Regions from separate parts of the Zea mays genome. Here region 2 is linked to region 1. The links are chromatin contacts, called in public Hi-C maps. All regions are on one chromosome and are shown on one strand. The core of a region is the stretch at or near the end of the contact, and the rest is flanking DNA. Distances in the headings are between cores, read along the strand shown.

What was found. A called contact is a pair of places that touch in the nucleus more often than the background predicts.
Region 2: a contact with region 1 is called in a Hi-C map of ear, with 4 times the contacts expected there. The contact joins the promoter of LOC542621 here to the promoter of LOC100193582 in region 1. A contact is called at or near these places in 2 of 25 Hi-C or Micro-C datasets (ear and tassel).

Annotation. Positions count from the first base shown.
Region 1 is chr10:128,800,288-128,803,193 of Zm-B73-REFERENCE-NAM-5.0, forward strand. It overlaps LOC100193582, which reads left to right and starts at 1,453. Exons shown (of 2, transcript NM_001348933.1): 1 at 1,453-1,897. The coding sequence starts at 1,678.
Region 2 is chr10:129,002,928-129,005,833 of Zm-B73-REFERENCE-NAM-5.0, forward strand. It overlaps LOC542621 (cell cycle checkpoint protein MAD2 homolog), which reads right to left and starts at 1,542. Exons shown (of 7, transcript NM_001112148.2): 1 at 1,153-1,542; 2 at 1,047-1,062; 3 at 785-915; 4 at 579-699; 5 at 346-449; 6 at 99-220; 7 at 1. The coding sequence starts at 1,225.

The sequences.
Region 1 (2,906 bases), core at 203-2,702:
TCTGATGCACCATACTTAGTAGTAAGTGCATCCCACAACTGTTTCCCGTCTGTGTACTGCATATTCGCATCAACGAGACGGTCAACAAGGGCGCTAAGAACGACTCCCGTGAACATAGTATTGGCATGGTCGTACTCTTTCTCCTGTTCAGGAGTCAGTGGACCCTCAGGTCTGCCTTTACTAACATGGAAGACATTCATAGCAGTAAGCCAGAGCGTGGCCTTGACTTGCCATCTCTTAAAGTGCATACCATTAAACTTTTCTGGCTTCAGCGCGTCGGCAAAAGCAGCCATAGAAAAACTAGGAAATTGTCTACAATAAGGTTTTTGGATTGTTGAATAATTAGACAAATTCCAAATTAAATTCCGAATATAAATCATGACCAAATCAGAAGAACTGAAATAAAAGCCAAATCAGATGATGCGTACTGATTAGACTTACTGATTGTTGGCGCGCGCCAGGATCAGCTGGGTCGACGAGGTCAGCAGATCACGAGCAGTCGCGTGAAGACGCTTCCCAAAAACCTTATTCGCCCTCTCCCGGTGCAGGATCTAGAAGACGAAGGGTTCCGGAGACCTGCTCTCCTGATCGCAGATGCACCTCTGCGGTCGGGACGAAGGGAACTAAAAGGCGGCTCAGCTATGAAGAGAGGCGAAAGCGAACTGGGATCTCGGATGATTTGGAGGCTGGCTGCCGGGCTCCTTTTATAGGGCCAAGTCCGCGACCCCCTGTGCTTATCCGCCCACGAAAATCTCGCAATCAGTTGAGATTTTATAGCGATCGGTTAGGATAAGCGTAACAGCCAAGAAACCAAAAAATCAAACGGCAAAAGGTAGCCGCGCCCCCGCAAGGCGAGGGGCCGGATTTCGGCGAACCATTCACGCGCATGTCGTGCGCCCGCGCCCTTCGCCCCGGCCCGGCCCGGCCAGGCGAGCGAGCGCGCGCGTGCGTGTGGCTCTCCACACACTCTCCTCTCATCCATGACTTGGTGAGTGAGTGTGGCTTCCATATTTAAGTTAGCTCTACTCCACAAGAGCTAGCAATATGGTGCTATTGGTTCCACCTATCCCTTTGCCATCAACTTATATGGGCTTTTGAGATTTTCCTGGGATTTATTTGAATAACTTAATTGGGCCAAGCCCATAAATCCTAACAGCAGCAACACCCAGCAAGGCCAAATTGCAGCCCCGACACAGATCATCATAGCATGGAGATGTACCTGGAGCCAGCGCCGAGCTTGGATGGAACCGAAGTCCAAAAAGCAATTGCATTTCTGATCTGACCTGACGACTGATCTGGTTTTTCATTTCACTAGAGACGACGGTGCTATGATCTGGTCGAGATCCTCCAGGATGCCGAGTGTGCACTAAGCACTATACTGTATCCTCCTCTCCTGCCGCCGCTCTCCCTATCTTGGGATTACTGTAGGTCTGTTTCTGGGAGACCCTTGAGCACACCCGAGCCGTCCAATTTACATCGGACGGTGCTGCGTGGCCGTCAGGGAAAAGGATTAGGGGACGGGGAGAGAACGAAACAAAACCCAAATATCTGGACGCACACACTGGGCCGCGCTGCTTCTCCGTCACGCTGAATCGTCGTCGCCGCCGGCCAGCCGCAGGAGCTCGCCGTCGCGCGTTTTTGAAGCTCTCCAGGAAAGGGGGCGCGCGCAGGCGCAGCATGAGAGCGGCCGTGAACACGCCACCTCCGCGCTGCTACTCGCGGCGGCGCGCCAGCGCCACGCTGCTGGAAGCGCGTTATGTGTTCGACCACGTGCCGCAGCGGCGCCTGCCGAGCCTGGCTGCGGAACTCCGCGCGCGGCCCGCGTCCGTGGCTGCCCGGAGGCCCGCGCGGCGCTCGGCCGCGTCTGCGGCTGCCCCCACCTGTGGCGCCGCTTCAGGTACTGAAATTGGATCGTGTTCTTGGTTTACCCCCTTCTTCTGCATGCGCTTGACTTTGGAGCTGCCTCGTTTGTGCACTGAAGATCGTCTGGTATTTGGCCAGTGGTAGCATATCATTGGAATGTTTGCATGTGTTGTTCAATGACCCTTTAGTTTGGTATTGGGGGTTTAGGACAGCGGTTTTGTTTGTGTCACACTAGGACAGTGGGTGTTCAAGAATGGGAGCAAGCTTAGTTCGCAACTAATAAAAAGTAGTTTGAAATGCTACCAATTACGTATTACTTAACCAGGCTACCCCAGAAGTCCATTGTCCGTTGAATCTTCCTTACCATTTGGATTGGATGGTAATTGTTTTTGGTTTGTGCGGCGCACCCCTTTATGTTTGGTTTTTGGGGTCCTGTTCCCCTGAAGAACTGGTCCAACACATGTTTTGGTTTTCTCCTTCAAATAAAACTTTCGGCAAAGCTTTTTGTTCCAAAAAGATTCGTAGCGGTGAGAGGTGTCTCACGAGTTCGAAGAGCCTCTCCTCCACATTTGTGGGGAAAGGCTTGCCTCGGTTTATTCCTTTCTCATACCCCATATGACATCTCGACCTGCGGGAGGTAAGACAGCCCCCGGGCATTGTATTAAGAAAAGACCTTCTCACACAGGTCGAAAAAACCCCTGAACCCTTGCCCCACCCATACACAGCGGCATCGAAGCCCATGTGAGAACGGCCACGACCGGGACTGGGCCTTAGACCTGTGCTTTGGCGTGGGACAGACGAGGAGATTTTTTTAACCACAGCCTAAAATTCGCTCCCACGGGGAGTCGAACCCACGACCTAAGGAGTGCTACTCAGACCAACTAACCAACTCAGCTAGAGGCCCTTTCGCTCATACCCCATATGACAACACTCTTGCTTGTTTCCTTTTACCCTTAACCCCCTGCAACTAAGAACTAACTGTTCTTACTGTTTTGGTAATCTCTAGCTGCTACCAATCCTGGAAATGGACTAATTAGCTCTTA
Region 2 (2,906 bases), core at 292-2,791, 200 kb after region 1:
TCTGCCACTCCACCAGCACAGGAACTGTGAATTAGCAACCGAATCGAGAACCAGATCGGTGATACTGATACCGAGTAGATAGAGCGGCTCTGCTATACCTTGGTGTCGAAGGAGTGCAGCTTAACCATCTGCGGGTTGTCGATGAGCTTGGCGTCACTCTCGACCCAGGTGCCCGGAGCGTCGACGTCCGTGTCCGTGTAGGCCAGCACGTCGAACACGCCTGACCAGTTCGGGAGGAGAGGAGACCAGAGTCAGCCACGGTTGCAGTTGCAGACTTTGCAGCGCCGGTTTCCAAAAGGAAGGCGAAAATACAGGAAGCGACTGGATGCCGGTTGCGGCCCTTACATGGCTCGTCGAGGCAGGGGAGGTAGGTGATGCAAGACGCGATCTGGCGCATGATGGCCTGGATCTCCCTCATGATCTCCTTGTCGCTCTTCTCCTTGATGGCCCTGACGAACATCAGAAGACGACGCTATCAATGTCAAGCCATGGCAGGCTGACACAATGCGCAGCGTCTACTTGGGATTGGTTATGGGTCGCGCGCAGGAAGATGGGGGATAAGATAGTGTGTGGCGCACCCCTTCTCGACGACCTCGGCGTCGGTGACGATGTTGAAGTTCCAGCGCTCGAGCACCTCGCTGGTGGCTTTGCTCATTATGACCAGCACGATACGCTGCAGCTTCCCGGCCTCCAGCCATTCTGCGACAGTGAGTTTTTCAGAGACATTCGCGAGCACTCGAGGAAGGAGAGATCGGCCTCAGGTAGTGGTGTGAGGAAAACCGACCTGAGAGCTGGGAGGTGAGGCTGGCGATGAAGTTCTTCACGCCCTCGTCCTGCGTGAGCAGCATGGTAAGCCCGTACTTCTTCACCTTGCTGAAGCTCTCCTCCGGGTACACAGCGCGGTTGTAGAGGATGCTAAGCCATGGGGGGAAAAAAACGGAACCGAATCAATTAGTCAATACAAAACCCCGAACCTCCCTCACCGATCTAATCCCGGATGGACCGGCACCGCCGCCGTCTGCCGGGCACTGTAAAGTGTACCGTACCTATTCGCCGCGTACCCTGCCGATGCGAAGCGAAGCATTTCGTCAGGCACCCGATGGGCGAAAAAAGAAACTAAACAGGAAAGGGGGCAGGGAGCCGCGTGCGTACCGAAGAACTCGCTGACGATGGCGGCAGAGCCTCGCAGCGTGATGATATCCTTGGACGCCGAGCGCGACGCCATTCTGGTATCCTCTCCTCCTCCTTCCTCCTCTTGCAGCGGCGCCCCGGATCCGCCGGCGAGGACAACTCCTTGGGAACGGGAAGGGAGAAGCAACGGCTAGTGCGGCGGGCCGGCGGCAGTGGCACAGTGCGGTGTGGGAATGTGAGAAGTCCCAAGTCGTGGAATCTTTCCCGGAGCGTTTCGAACGGATCGACCGGCTCTGGTGGGTGGATGTCTGAATGGATGTGCGCGCACGGTGGTGGACTGGTGCGGGGGCTTTTAAAGGTGGGCCGGACCGGCGCGCCCAACGGTCGTGTGGGTGTGGGGGCCGCGCACTGGGCTCGGCCTAGTGTTTTTTTTTTGTTAACTGCATTGATTTATGAGCATGTACTCTCGTCTTTAGGGATGACAACACACACGTTCAGCCTGATTGGTTCCCCGGCTGGCGCGCGCTCGAGCCGACCTGGACCTCCAGGGAAGTTCATTTTCCACATCTCCAGACGTGCAGGCAAGACAGTGAAAAATGGGCTGAACTGCATACACGCATGCAGGGCCATGGACGAAGACGCAGGCAGCCAAACACGCGCTCAAGCGCGGTCAATGCATCGCTCAAGCCTGCGCGAGTGCGGCATAGTAACCAATCAGGATGATTTTACCCGCGTGACCGCGGTTAAAAACTCTATAGGATGCGGGCTTGGGTGTGGGTTTGTACCCGTGGGTATGGTTACAGGTTTGATTCTCAACCAGACGAATTTTTTTCGTGGGTATGAAAATATTGTACTCGTGCCCGCAAATCCACATACCCGCGTGTGTGTATATATATAATATGACGACTTTCTCTGTGGCTTCATGGCCTCGTGCACACAGCCCCCTCGTCATGGCCTCAGCGTGAAACACGAAGCGTCCGCCCAGTCCCCTCCTCACGACCTTTGGTAGCTAGCTAATGGGCCTTGGCCCTTGGCAACGGCAAACACATTTCCACTGTGCCCTGCTATTAAAACAGTTTGCATCGAGCGCCCATGCCTACGTATGTGTGGTGTACTGGTGTGCATTGTGTATCCGTGTAGACTGTAGAGCACATGCATCTCAATTTAGTGCCACCCCAAAAGCTTTGAGCGAACGGAGCCAATCAAATGATATAAAAGAAGACTACAGACGTCAGGGAACTCGTAAACTTTTGGCTAAGATCGGTACATGTTTTTACCAGTTTAATAAATATTTATTATTATGTGCTACCAGCTTAATAAATATTTATTATATGATTGTGCCTGCGGGTGCCATAAACCCGCAGGTAGCTTGTTTGGGTAACACACGCTATCTGTCGCGGGTAGCAGGTACGGGTACGGGTTTAACATTAATCTCGCGGGTACGGGTTTATAATCTCTGTATCCGTGGGTTTAAAACCCGTTGCCATCCCTACTCGTCTGGTACCACCAGCCTTCGCGCTTTCACATTACTACTCGCTAGATACGCATGTATCTAAGTATTTGTGTAATCTACTCTTGATCAAGTAGCCAAGAAGAGTTACAAAGTTTCAAAATTTCCATAAAAAGCATAGCATTTCTTGAAATTCACAAGAGAAACTATTCCACTCGCCACAAATTATGGTTATCTTTAGCAGATGATAGTTAAAGTCGCCGTATTGAAAGCCATATATAGGGATGGCAATTTAACATGTAAAACTGAAATTCGACGGGTACTC